Regions from separate parts of the Danio rerio genome. Here region 1 is linked to region 2. The links are chromatin contacts, called in public Hi-C maps. All regions are on one chromosome and are shown on one strand. The core of a region is the stretch at or near the end of the contact, and the rest is flanking DNA. Distances in the headings are between cores, read along the strand shown. Region 1 overlaps LOC108191741 (a long non-coding RNA gene). Region 2 overlaps pmp22b (peripheral myelin protein 22b).

What was found. Hi-C and Micro-C count contacts between places; a contact is called where the count stands out from the background.
Region 1: a contact with region 2 is called in a Hi-C map of embryo, with 2.3 times the contacts expected there. The contact joins two enhancer-like sites. A contact is called at or near these places in 2 of 18 Hi-C or Micro-C datasets (caudal fin and embryo).

What each region holds. Positions count from the first base shown.
Region 1 is chr12:39,326,005-39,333,036 of GRCz12tu, reverse strand. LOC108191741 (a long non-coding RNA gene) reads right to left here. Exons shown (of 10, transcript XR_012388139.1): 7 at 4,575-4,740; 8 at 3,010-3,121; 9 at 1,051-1,455. Among named protein-coding and RNA genes, the nearest start is that of si:ch211-152f22.4, 27 kb to the left of the region's middle. Within about 2 kb of position 1,311, at least 7 of the 62 cell types and tissues checked have an H3K27ac peak or open chromatin away from gene starts, as enhancers often do.
Region 2 is chr12:39,245,079-39,252,843 of GRCz12tu, reverse strand. All of the region lies in intron 3 of pmp22b (peripheral myelin protein 22b), which reads left to right. All of the region lies in intron 3 of LOC108191741 (a long non-coding RNA gene), which reads right to left. Among named protein-coding and RNA genes, the nearest start is that of pmp22b, 6.6 kb to the left of the region's middle. Within about 2 kb of position 4,418, at least 5 of the 62 cell types and tissues checked have an H3K27ac peak or open chromatin away from gene starts, as enhancers often do.

The sequences.
Region 1 (7,032 bases), core at 62-2,561, 83 kb before region 2:
AATTTAATTGAATTGACCAACTTTTTACAGTAAAATATACTAACTTTGAGGAAACAGTGATTTTCTTTTTTCTAGTTTTTTCTTAAATAAAAACAATCTGTTTAAAATAAAATATTGCAGCATTTTGTAGTCTTTGTTGTAGACAAAAAAAAAAAAAAGTCATCCAGGTTTGGAGTGACACATGGGTGGGTAAATGTAAGTGTTTTCTCTTTTTGGGGTAAAAATGAAATCAATTCAACTATATTTATGCATTTTCCAGACACTTCTATCCAAATGACCCTGCATTTAAGAAACACATTTTTAACACTTCTTCCATAGTCTGGGATTTAAACCAATTAAACTTGTATTTTTAAAGATTATCTTTATAATATATATATATATATATATATATATATATATATATATATATATATATATATATATATATATATATATATATATATATATAAAGATAATTATCCTCACACTGTGGAAGGTTTTAAGTCTCGATTGAAATGTACCATTTAAGAGATTTCAGAGTCGATTAGAGGGATCAGATTTTAATGTTGAAACATTGCTGAATATTGTTGTGAAGAAAGAAGTGTCTGTAGAATTGTCTGTGTTATTTTATGCTCGAAACATTTCAATCACAAAATGATTGAAATTGAAATGTTGTTCAAATGTGCTATTGACCTTATTCTTCACGTACAAGCAGGAGCAGCCATTGGAATCTTTTTGGCTCGAGACTTCAGTCTCATTCACTTCTATTGACTTTAGACGTTAAAAACAGCTTGATAAGCTTCTTGATGTTGCAAACTGACGTTACTCTATTATATTATTCTACGTTATGTATAGTCATGAACACACTTGTTTGTAAAGCAAGTAGTTTGACTGTTTTCTGCCGTTAATTATTCCTTGTCATTTCTCCCATAGGAAATTCAATCAAAAGTTCTAAAACAATGGCGAAAAAAAAGAGTGCACTTATGCATTGTAGAATAAAGTCTACAGCAATAAAATCTGCATTGTATCATACTTATGTTGACTTTATTGCTCTAGCTTAAGCAAGCTTACTTGTTCTTGGCATGCAGCTACTGTACTTGCAAGAGCATCTGATGTGTCTTGGATGAGAGTGTTTCATAGACAGCAGAAATGTGGAATGGGCTTCAGTAGAGCTGGCAGTCCAGTGTACAGTAATGCCATACAGGGGCAAGCACTGCTGACCCGGGAGAGAAGACTCCTCCTGAACGCTCTCCTCCATAGATGGACTGAAGCCTGCAGCTGTTTCTCAGGGCAGGAGCTCCTCTGCATTTCAGCAGCTCATTAAAATACGGCCATGATTACGCCTCTGCTTTCCCAGGACGAGCTTCAGCCGGGAGCTCCATCGTGGGAGGCCCGACTCGTGATGGGCACGTGGAAGAAGAACGGCAGACCAACAAGTGAAGCTTCACCGCAGCAGTTACTGTTTCACTCCATGGGCTGAACGAGGAGAACCACACAGGGAGAAAGGGAGGGAAAGAATAACAAGGAGGAATTTTAGCACTGCTCAGGCTGAATGACTTTACTGTTGTACTACATGACTCTCGTTGGTTTAGCGCTGATCTCTGTGGCATTAGACCAGCATTATTGTGCAATTCACCAAACTAAAATGTGCAGTGCCCTCTATTTATATTGAAATTCAATTATTTTGGATGACAATATGTGGTCGAAATACAACTATATGAAAATCTAAAATGAGGGATCAAAAACAAAAAAAATCTAAATCTTGAGATAATTACCTTAAAAGATGTGCCAATTAGGGATGCACCAATATCATTTTTTTGGAACCGATCCAATACAAAAATGTTTAGTATTGTTCAATACAGATCTAATCCTGGGCCAATTTTTTTCTATTTTTTTTTTTTCTATATTAGGCTAAATAATTGTTTTGTTAATGACAATGCATATTGCCCCCGTCAGTTTCACTTTTGTTAATTTAATTAACTACTCTGACTAAAATGAGCCAGGCTTTGCAAACTATTCGCAGCACTGAAAGTATTCACCTCAGAAAAAATAAACTTGCTGGAAGGAGGAGAGAACAGAATGTGAGAAGCGGCGCACATCGCGTCTGTGCAGCCATTACGTGAATAAAGTGATTGCCACATCACTGAGACACTGCGTGCAGCCCTCCGGTCTCTGCGGACACTTCCAAAACCAAGCAGGTTAAAGGGAGGAAATCAGTGTGTCGAGGCTCTGTCCAATATAGTATTGAGCCTTTTCTAATTTAAAATTTCAGGTAAGCCTACTTTGCGTGTGAAGATAACCGTGTAATAATTCTCTCTACTCCTGTGTAGCGAATGTGATCTGCTGATCTAACAGACACAGCGCAACATGATTTAGAAGCAGCAATGAACTCCTTGTTGCAGGTCAAAATGAACCCATTTAATGCAAAACTAAATGCATTTCTCAACTAATTATTTAAATAAGAACAAATAGTCATGGGGAAAGTTTTTTGTGTTGTCATAGACGAACAAGACACGCAGTTTAAATTAAATTGTGAATGAATTGAGAATGATTGACAGGCACAGCAGAGAGAAGTGCTGAACTGAACATGAATTTAAGCACTTGAATATTTATCTGTACTTCACATTAAACTATTAAATGGCTTTAGAACATTTGGGATATAGTAGGCCTACATGACAGCTTTCTAGTGCCATATAATACGCTACCTTCGTGGCTTTTGTTAGCTAATAAATTACACTGAATAGAGCGCACACGCAAGATCAGATTTGGATCAGTTCCAGCTGGCTGATAACCAATCCAGCAAAAATATGTGGTATTGAACCAATATTCGATTCAAGTATCGGGATCGGTGCATCCCTAAGGCTAATTAAGGGTTTACTAAATAAAATTGAGTTTTGAGAAATTTAGAGCAAAGATTTTATAAAACAATTGATGGAACATGATCTACATTCTAATCATTGTTACTCATAAGCTTTTGATCAAAAGTAAACTGTTAGTGTGAAATCAGGTTGTCTAAGATGTTGTCCATACATTAGTAGGGTGTCCAGCACAGCCACTCATCACGTTCTTGTAAGGTTTGCGTTCACATGCTGGAGCTCTGCATTCTCAGCTGTTGGCTTTCTGTCTGTCGGCACATTACGAGCTGAAAGCACATGGGTAAAGATGGGCCTCTGAATTATCTCACAACCTGACAGGAGCGATGTTTATGTTTATAATTAGCATTTGTATCATTTAGTTACACACCCTATTTACTTTTTAAAAAACAATTATTGTTTTTATTATATCCATTTTAATCATCACAATTTCTTCCCTCCAAAAAAAAAAAAAAACTGAAATGTTGCATAATTTCACCTGGTGAGGAAATATATAGTTAAGTTGAGATCGGTCTTTAAAAATCATCTTCATTATTATTACTATAATCATTTTTACTGCAATTACTATAGCAATGTCTTTATTCTCCATGTCCACCTGGGGATACTCAAGAGAGCGCCATTGATGTAATCCAAGACCTGTGAAAAGATAATGCCAACCATCGAGGACCTCAAGGACAACACATGCAAAGTGATGATGCCAACCATAGAGGACTTCTAGAGGTCTCCATAATCCTGGACCAGGCTGTATCCTGATCAGATGCTGTGGCGGTCATAGAGGAGTGGAGAGCATGAAACAAACAAGTCTTCACATTGATCCTGTGAGCCTGTACACCCAATGGTGACCTACTCACGCCTGCAGCTTCTCCACGATGGACGTCAAGTGTTCTCTAGCCTCCAATGCAAAGACTGCAGCTCTGTACAAAAAGTTCGGCCAGAGGAGAAATGGTCATGCCCAACAGAGCCTGGTTCTCTTGAGGTTTTTTCCTTCACTGTCGTCAATTGGTGAAGTTGGTTGTTTGCCACTGACTTGTAGAGCTGCACATTGATGGATTTGCTCTTCAGTGTTTGGACTTTTAGCAGTGAAAATTAAACCACTGAACTAAACTAAACTGAACTTAAAATCTGAAAACTGGACTAACAGTTTCAGTTTCAATGTATTAGAACTTCTATGTTAAGCTGCTTTGACACAATCTACATTATAAATGTGCTATAGAAATAAAGATGAATTTAATTGAAATAATGATTATTGTTGTTGTCGTTTTTTGTTGCAATTATTTTTTATTATCATTATTACTTTTATCAGTTTTTAAATATTAATAATATCCATCATATCAATATTATTTTTTTTATATTTTATAGTTTTTTTTTTTTTTTTTTACAAAAAATAAATACCTATTTTGTTGTCATGTTTGTAATTCATCAAAATGATCAACATTTTAGTTTTCACATTTTTATTTTAACGAAAAGTCAAAAACGGTAGTCAACGAATTAAATAAATAATTGATGTTTAATTATTTTAACTGGAAGTTTGGCCAGAAACACAAACCAAAAGCACTTGGCAATTCTCCTTCTGACTTATGATGGATGAAATGTGTTGTGTTACAGTAGTCTCCAATGTTCCATCTGTCCATCACAAACATTCATCCTTCACTGTCCAGTCTCCTCAGAGAAAGCCGTATCAGGACAGGATACAGAGACAAACCACTGTGCTCATAAACCAACCCAAATTTCTGTCCTCCTCCTCCTGAAAGAGATGCTCTGTTCTCCACCGGGCAGCAAATAGAGAAGGAAAAAGACAATTCTCCAGCAGAGACGCATGGCATTTCTCAATCTGAGGGGGAGGATGGATGGATGGATGAAAGACTGAAGAAACTGGAAAACTGTCACCCTGCAAAACAGAGACAGGCTTTAGTGTTTTGTTCCTGTAACAAACCACAGAGATGGACATTCCAGACCTTTTGTTGTTTTGGGTTTGTTTTTGACCATAGCTGAAGAATGCAAAAGCAGGGCTGGCGGGTTTCACACTGAACTCAAGCTTCGCAGACAACTGATGTCTGTTTTCTGTTTGAGAGATATTTGAAGTAGAAGAAAAAAGGAATTTTATTCATATACTTCATGGAAATGCTCTGGCTTGGGGCAACACATGTGCATCTGTACTGTATATATGGGTCAAATATCACTTCAAAAACAACAGCAAGAACAGAAGTGTTTTTAATGTTAAATGTATTGAATATTAAAGTCTTTATTATGATTTATAGATATGTTAAACTTTTTGATTTAGTGGCTAAGTCATATTAAATTGTAATCTCATTTGTAAAATTTAGTACAATTTGCTTATCCCCCAATGATGACTGGGTTTAGGGGTGTGGTTTGGTGCCACGTCTCCTTTTAAAAATCATACATTTTCCTACATGAGCTCATACCGTAAAATAGTTAAGTTTCCTCGTGAGATCAGGCTGGAAATAAATGCTGCAGTATTGTATTTAATTTTTTTTTAGGTTAATACATACAGTTGAACTCAGAATTATTAGCCCCCCTGCATTATTAGACCCCTTGTTTGTTTACTTTTTTTTCACAATTTCTGTTTATTGGAGAGATTTTTTTTCAATCCATTTCTAAACAGAATAGTTTTAATAAATCATTTCTAATAACTGATTTATTTTATCTTTGTCATGATGACTACATAATATTTTAGATATTTTATATAGATATCAAGACACTTTTATCCAGCTTAAATTGACATTAAAGGCTTAACTACGTTAATTAGGTTAACTAGGCAGGTTATGGTTATGGGCTAATAATTTTGACCTTAAAATGTTATTTTATTAAAACTTTTTTTTTTTTTTTTTATTAAAATGACTTTTATTCTAGCCGAAATAAAACAAATTTCCTTGCTCTGTTAAACATCGTTTGGAAAATATTAAAAAAATAAATAAATCAAAGGGGGGCTAATAATTCTGACTTCAACTGTATGTGTTTTTAAAAGTGTCATTTATTTCTGTGATGACCAAGCTAAATTTCTGCTCCAGTCTTCCGAAATAATCAATCAGAAATTTACAAGAAATTTACACTTATTTTATCTATAATTTTTAAGGCAATATATATATATATATATATATATATATATATATATATATATATATATATATATATATATATATCCTCACCTGATTAACACATGGTTGACACACACTGGGCTCTATAGGGTGTGTCAGGGGGCTAATTTGAGACCATGCTCGTAAATTCACTTGGAACCATTAACTTGCGACCTTCTGAAACATACATGTCAGAAGGGCTTTGGTGGATGTTAAACTACACACTTAGCAGTTCACCCAAAAATGTAATTTACTCATTCTCAAGTGGTTTAAAACTTTTATGTGTTTCTTTTGTATCTGTTAAACACAAAAGAAGATATTCTGAAGAAAATCTGTAACCATTGACTTCCACAGTGTCTGTTTATCCTACTATAGAAGTTAATAGTTACAGGTTTTCAGCTTACTTCGAAATATCTTTTTTTTTAGAAGAAATACACTCAAAGTGAGAAAATAGTTGGAAAGTTTCATTTCTGGGTAAACTATCCCTCTAAGTCCTTTATAGGTTTCTGTTGAGGTAAAGTGAGAGTTTTCTTCTCAGACTCATTTGTACTGTAATTTGACATGAACTGCCAGTTTATATTTGTTTTGGGATTTGATCTGGGCAGTTGTCCATCCATGTGTGGATGGAGAGCGAGCTGTTGCAGCAGACTGATTCACTGAGCCATGCACGACCACAGTTTAACAGTACATCCCCATGGCGTTTCAGAACTAACTAGAGTAGTTTTGATCAGTCAAATGAGGCCGCAGCTCTGCACAGTCTTGCTCTGACCCAAATCAAACAGAGCTGATCCAACTAATCAAGGTGTTAAAAATTACTAGGCTATGCTCGAAATTGCCTACTCCACAGTAGGTACTGCATTTGAACTTAAATGTACTTGACCGTTAGAAAAGTATGCTCTATACAGTATGAATGTGAGCAGTATAAATGGAACTTGCATGTAGTACATCCGCCATTTTGTCATGATCACGTAACCTACCCTCGTGAGTTGCATCGCTTCACTTCCATTCATGAATTCTCTCGCAGGCCATCATGGGATACACACTTCAGAATCTCGCCTGGAAGTAATAGGTCATCCAGGTACTTC
Region 2 (7,765 bases), core at 3,169-5,668:
TGGAGCACCTGGAGGAAACCCACGTGAACATGCAAACTCCACACAGAAATACCAACTGACCCAGCCAGGGTTCAAATCAGTGGCCTTCTTGCTGTGAGGTGATTGTGCTACCCACTGCGCCGCCGTGACGCCCCTGCTTGTTACACAATTTTCCTTCCTGTTGAATAAAGAGAAGATAGTTCGAAGAGTGTTGCAAACTGATATTGACATCAAAGTAGGACAAAAATGGTTTGAAAGTCAACAAGTAACCCTCATTAAACTTAATGTAAATGGGAACATTAAGTAACAGATCCGTAACTATTATTAGGTATATAAATCTAGTTAATTGAGAAATGAAAAAAAATTCAACATTCAAATATTAATATACACTTGATGGCCACTTTATTAGGTACACCATACTAGTACCTGGTTGGACCCACGTTTGCCTTCAGAACTGTTTTAATCCTTCATGGCATAGATTCACCAAGGTATTGGAATATTCCTCAGAGATTTTGCTCCATGTTGCCTTGATAGCATCACGCAATTGCTGCAGATTTGTTGGCTGCACATCCATGATGCGAATCTTCAGTTCCACCACATCCCAAAGATGCTGTATTGGATTAAGTTCTGGTGACTGTGGAGGCCAATTAAGTACAGGGAACTCATTGTAATACTAAAAAAAACAGTCTGAGATGATTTGCTTTTTAAGAAATGGTGTGTTATCCTGCTGAAAGTAGCCATCAGAAGATGATACACTTTGGTCATAAAGTGACGGACATGGTCAGCAACAATACTCAGGCAGATTGTGGTGTTGACACGATACTCAATTGGTACCAATGGGCCCAAAGTGTGCCAAGAAAATACCCCCTACACCATTACACCACCACAATTAGCCTGATTGGTTGATACAAGGCAAGGATCCATGCTTTCATGTTGTTGATGCCAAATTCTGACCCTACCATCCGTATGTCGGAGCAGTAATCAAGACTCATCAGACCAGGCAACATTTTTCCAATCTTCTATTGTCCAATATTGGTGAGCCTGTGTGAATTGTAGTCTCAGTTTTCTGTTCTTAGCTGACAGAAGTGGCACTCGCTGTCTTCTGCTGCTGTAGCCCATCTGCCTCAAGGTTCAAAATGTTGTGCATTTAGAGATGCTCTTCTCCTTACCTCAATTGTAAAGAGTGGGTATTTCAGTTAATATTGCCTTTCTATCAGCTCAAACTAATCTGTCATTCTCCTCTGACCTCAGACATTAACAAAGCATTTGCGCCCACAGAACTGCCGCTCACTGGATATTTTCTCTTTTTCAGACCATTCTCTGTAAACCCTAGAGATAGTTGTGCGTAAAAATCCCAGTAGATCAGCAGTTTCTGATATATTCAGATCAGCCAGTCTGGTACCAACCATGTCATGTTCAAAGTCACTTAAATTATCTTTTTTTTTTGCTTGGTTTAAACTGCAGCAGATTATCTTGAACATGTCTACATGCCTAAATGCATTGAGTTGCAGCCATGTGATTGGCTGATTGGAAATTTACATTAACTAGCAGTTGGACAGGTGTACCTAATAAAGTGGTCGGTGAGTGTATGTATACTGAATTAGAAAAACCCATAACTTAATGAACAACAGTGAATTTATCAATGCATTAAACATTCCTAGTCTAATGCATTTCTTAAATTGACTTGTCTTTAAATGAAAAGCCATCAGAAAAGAGTTTCTAGTAACGCAGACAAATGTAATGGCCATTTTTTATTTACTATATACAATGAACTTTATATGTTTTTTTATGTACACATCAGTCCTAAAAGTGTGATGCAAAATCACTCCTGCATGGCCAGGCAAAAATCAGAATTGTCATTTCCATCTTGGATTTGTAACCAAGTTTGAAACCATCCTAAGATCACCTGAATGCTGTAATTTACACTGGGAGTGATGCGGAACAGCTGGCGTGGCGAAGCTACTCAACACTGGCAGCTAAAGTATGCGTGAAATCCTATTCATCATCCTAATATAGAGAGCTGTTTCATGCACCAAACCGAGGTTATGAAGGTCTACTATTAGCGCACGTACTTGCACCCCTGTGTTATGTTTCCCCCGCTGCATATTTATCATCCGTTAAGCCACATTCTTCACACTCAGGACCATACATACCTCTCTAAATGCAAACACAAGGCCTTCCAAAACCAAATCTTCTGTCCTGAAATACACACGCATGACTGCTGACGGAAATACATAGGGTGTTGTCAAGTTCAAAACCAGTCCAGCCGCACTTTATATCAGGAAACTCCAAATGTCACAACTCTGAAGGAAGGAAAAGACAGTCTGTTTACTTCATGTGAGGATAGATAAACTGAGGGCAAACTTAGTAACAGTGAATATATAAACTGTGTGAGGGGATGTGCTGCTATTTTTGCTTCATTGTTGAGAGATAATTGAGAGATTTACTGTGTCATTTGTATTGTCTGGGTGCGGTAGCCCCTCATATATAGTATATGCAAACACTGATAGAAGAACACCAGTGTATTTATGGATGTATACAAGAATAGTCTCCTCACATGGTTTCTGATGAGTTGTCCTAAAAACAAATTCCATTTCTACATTTGTTTCCATTCTGAGATATTTTACAAGTGCAAACCAATGCCCTTTTAGGGTTATCCCTGTCTGCCTGCGCTTTATGGTTTTTCTGTTAATGAGATCATTGCTTGAATTTTGGATTGCCAATTCATCTCCAAAAAAAGTGCAAAGAAGTCAATTTGCTTCTGATCTTAAGTGTAGATTTTTCTAGGATTGAAATGAAATGTCGGTAAAATGTTTTACCAGATAAAGGTGAAATTTTTCTATATTCTATTTACAATAGACATTTAAATAATAATAACTGATTACTGAAAAAAAGATATTTTGGACAGACAGATAGATGGATGGATAGATAGATATAAATAAAGAAAAAAGATAAATCGTTTGGATGGATGGTTGAATAGGAATAAATAAAAATATTTAAGACAGAGAGACAGAAACAGGTATGGCTACGGAGAACGCGTGTTTATGCATGTGCAATACTGCAATTTGTCAACCGCAGTCACGCGATTTACTGCAGCTCTAAAGGCTGCCTTTTTCTGCGTTTTACGCAATAGCTACCAGGTGGCGCAAGGAACAACCGCTTTTCCATTGACTTAGTTGTCATGCGTATTTAGATGCGAGCATTTGTGTGCTAGAGCGCTCGGTTCAGCTGGGTTTCTTTATTTATAGATTTACTTTGGAGATGATGTATACATAATTGTATTCACATATAATTACAACAGAAATACATAAAACCAATATAAAAAAAAAAAAAAAAAAAAAAGCTATAGCAATTTACAGACCTGTAGCCAGCCTGGTGAAAGGTGTCGTTCTTTTATTCTCAAAAAGTGGGCTTTTTTGCAGTTATACCCCTCAGTTTCTATTTAACTATGAGATTTAAATATTGCATTTTAGTGACATTTTTTTTTTTTTTTTTTTTTTTTGCTGGATTAGCTAGTCAAAAATCATCATAACCATAATTTTTGATGTACTAAAATGTTTCCTAAAAACAGCAATTAAAAAACAAAACAAATTTATTACATCATATATCATTAGGATAAAATAGCAATCTGTTAAAGTTTTAAAGTAAAAAAAAAAAAAGTAGCCTACTATCATTCATTAGACGAAAAACAAACTGGCCTGCACATTCAACTGTCCTTAGTCACAATTTGGCCATTTCAATAAAAATGAATAATTAAAACATAATAATAATAATGTTATTAATAATACAATAATAATTAATTCGTTACATTTTTTCTAGCCTCTTTGGTTAAAAAAGTGCATTTGAAATTTCCTGAATATCAACAATAGCCAAAATATATTCAAATTAATTTAATATAGATTATAGGTAGGTAGGTAGGTAGGTAGGTAGGTAGGTAGATAGATAGATAGATAGATAGATAGATAGATAGATAGATAGATAGATAGATAGATAGATAGATAGATAGATAGATAGATAGATAGATAGATAGATAGATAGATAGATAGATAGATAGATAGATAGATAGATAGATAGATTATAATTGGACTATCATTTGCATTGCTTCATGAGATTGCATGAGTACACCTTGTACCATAGCACAATCATATACAGTACCATAGCTGACAATTTTGACCAATTGTCATTTGTAATATTGTGATACTTGTCATAGCTGGTTCATGGTTTTTACTGCTTTACTTTTTTATTCTCAATGGCATGCGGTTATCCACTCTGGTTAATCTAATATTACAAATCTGAATCCGAGGGTCTAATTTTAGAACATGTTTCTTCTGTAGTGTAGAGTATTGGCTCTGATTTTGCTTTATTCTGTAGTAGACTGATCTTTTCGTAAAGCTGTGGTGGCTTGACAGTTGTAGTGGCTATAAGAAGAGCGGCAGACACAGCTGAACATGAGAGGAAAGAGATAGAGAGGTGGAAACCTGATGCTAAAGGAATGACCCTTGGATAAGAAATAGACATGCTGGACAACCCATGCATTCCACTGATTACTGCTTGGGCACGGAAGAGGGAGACTGAGATAGAAAAGAGATCAGCAACGACACGTTTGACATGTAGACACGCTTTACATAATCAGTGCTCTCATGTCATTCCAAACATGCATAACCTTCTTCTGTTGAATACAATCCATATACTAACTAGGGTTATCCTTCAGTGAACAAATAGTAGCCTATAAAAAAACAACAGTTCCTCTAGATTCCAACTATTCCAAAAGCTTGCACTGATGATACTGTATGAGTTCTTTATGAAACCATGCAGAACACATTAGCAGGTGGATTTTGCTCTTAGTTTTCTGATCTTATCAAAGGTCCACTTCTGGGATGCTCTCTTGCAGACCTCAGTTGTAACAAGTGGTTATCGAGTTTCTTGATTCACCTCTGACCTCTGGGATCAACAAGGCATTTCACAAACAAAACTGCTGATCAATGGATCATTTCTCTTTTTCTGAACATTCTGTATTTTAATTGTTCATCAAAATCCCAGTCGATTAATCCATATATCACTAGGGTTAAGGGTACACAATATTCATGGTGATCAGGTACAAGAACAATGTTTAGCTCCCTAATGAATCTTTCAGTAAACAAATAGTAGCCTATAAGAAAAACTCTACAGTTCTACATTCCCATTATTCCAAAAGCTTGCATTGATGTCAGGAGGAACCATACAGAACACATTAGCAGGTGGATTTTGCTTGTAGTTTTCTGATCTTATCAAAGGTCCACATTGTTCTGGGATGCTCTCTTGCAGACCACAGTTGTAACAAGTGGTTATCGAGTTACCTGATTCACCACTGACATCTGGGATCAACAAGGCATTTACATGAACAAAACTGCTGATCAATGGATAATTGCTCTTTTTCTGAACATTCTGTATTTTAATTGTTCATCAAAATCCAAGTAGACCAATCCATATTCTTCTTAGGGTTAGACCGTATCCATGGTGATCATGTACAAGATTAATGTTTAGTTCCTTAATGAATCTTTCTGTGAACAAATAGTAGCCTATAAAAAAAACCTACAGTTCTTCTACATTCCCACATTCCAAAAGCTTGCTATGATGTTATGACTTCTTTATGGAATCATACAGACCACATTAGCAGGTGCATTTTGCTAGTACCAGGTTTTCTGATCTCATCAAAGGTCGACATTGTTCTGGGATGCTCTCTTGCAGACCTCAGTTGTAACAAGTGGTTATCGAGTTACCTGATTCACCTCTGACATCTGGGATCAACAAGGCATTTACGTGAACAAAACTGCTGATCAATGGATCATTTCTCTTTTGAACATTCTGTATTTTAATTGTTCATCAAAATCCCAGTGAACTAATCCATATACTTATTAGGGTTAATGTTAGACCATATTCATGGTGATCATGTACAAGATCAATGTTTAATTCCCTAATAAATCTTTCAGTAAACAAATGCTAGCCTATAAAAAACAGTTCTATATTCCCACTAATCCAAAAGCTTGCTATGATGTTGGGAGTTACCATGCAGACCACATTAGCAGGTGCATTTTGCTAGTACCAGGTTTTCTGATCTTATCAAAGGTCCACATTGGTTTTGGATGCTCTCTTGCAAACCTCAGTTGTAACAAGTGGTTATCGAGTTACCTGATTCAACTCTGACATCTGGGATCAACAAGGCATTTCACAAAACTGCAGATCAATGGTTAATTTCACCTTTTTAATTATTTTTTTTTTTTAAGATTCTGTATTTTGATCATTCATCAACATTCCAGTAGATCAGCAGTCTGTGAAATACTCAGACAAGCTCATATGGCATCAATAAAACATGCCACATTCAAAGTCAGTTAATCCCATTTCTCCCCCATTATTATAGCTGTTTGAACATTTCTACAAGCCTACACAGAGTTGCTGCAAGTCTGACTAGCAATTTGCATTAATAAACAGTTGAAAATCTATGTTTTGGACCCCATTGTTTTTTCACTGTATGTGCAAAAACAGAAATAAAATGCGGCAAATATCTTCATGGTCAACAAAGAAAAATAATTGATTATATTTAAGCAAAGGGGTGGCATGAGCGCGTGAATGTGAATGTGTGGGTGCATGTTTCCCAGTACAGGGTTGTGGCTGGAAGGCCATCCGTTGTGTAAAACATATGCTGGAATAGTTGGCTGTTCATATTTGAGCATAGCAGTGGTAAAGCATAAACACTGAATCCTTTCAACATAATTGGACATACCAAAGGCAGAATACATACTAAACAATAAACTGAAACATCTGCCACGACATTCCTCATCAATCCCAAACTTCCACAAAGCAGACATACAGCACACTATTGACTTTCATTTGAATCAAGTACTTTTATTTCTATTTCAAATAAATGCTTCTGTTATATATATATATATATATATATATATATATATATATATATATATATATATATATATATATATATATATATATATATATATATATATATATATATACAGTTGAAGTCACAATTATTAGCCCCCTTTATTTTTCTTTTTTAAATATTTCCCAAATTATGTTTAACAGAGCAAGGACATTTTTACAGTATGTCTGATAATATTTTTTCTTCTGGATAAAGTCTTATTTGTTTTATTTTGGCTAGAATAAAAGCTGTTTTTAATTTTTGAACACCATTTTATCGACAAAATTATTAGCCCCTTAAAGCTATATATTTTTTCGATAGGCTACAGAACAAACCATCATTATACAATGACTTGCCCACTTACCTTAACCTGCCTAGTTAACCTAATTAACCTAGTTAAGCCTTTAAATGTCACTTTAAGCTGTATAGAAGTGTCTTGAAAAATATCTAGTAAAATATTATTTACTGTCATTATTAAAGATAAAAAAATCAGTTATTAGAAATGAGTTATTAAAACTACTATGTTTATAAATGAGTTGAAATAATCTTCTCTCGCTGTTAAAAAGAAATTGTGGGAAAAATAAACAGGGGGCTAATAATTTAGGAGGGCTAATAATTCTGACTTTAACTGTATATTAAAATAGAAAAACAATATTACATCTTAGTAATGATCCACAATATTTTATACGTTCCATAATTAATATAAGAAATATTTGAACGTAATATTCAAATGTAATATTTAAAAGTAACATTTAAACGTTCAATAAGTTTTTAGTGAGCAAATGACACTTCAAACACTTTTAGAAAAATTATACCAACCTAAAACTTGTGGTCAGTAATGTACTCTTTGGCATTATTGGTTCAAATAGTGCA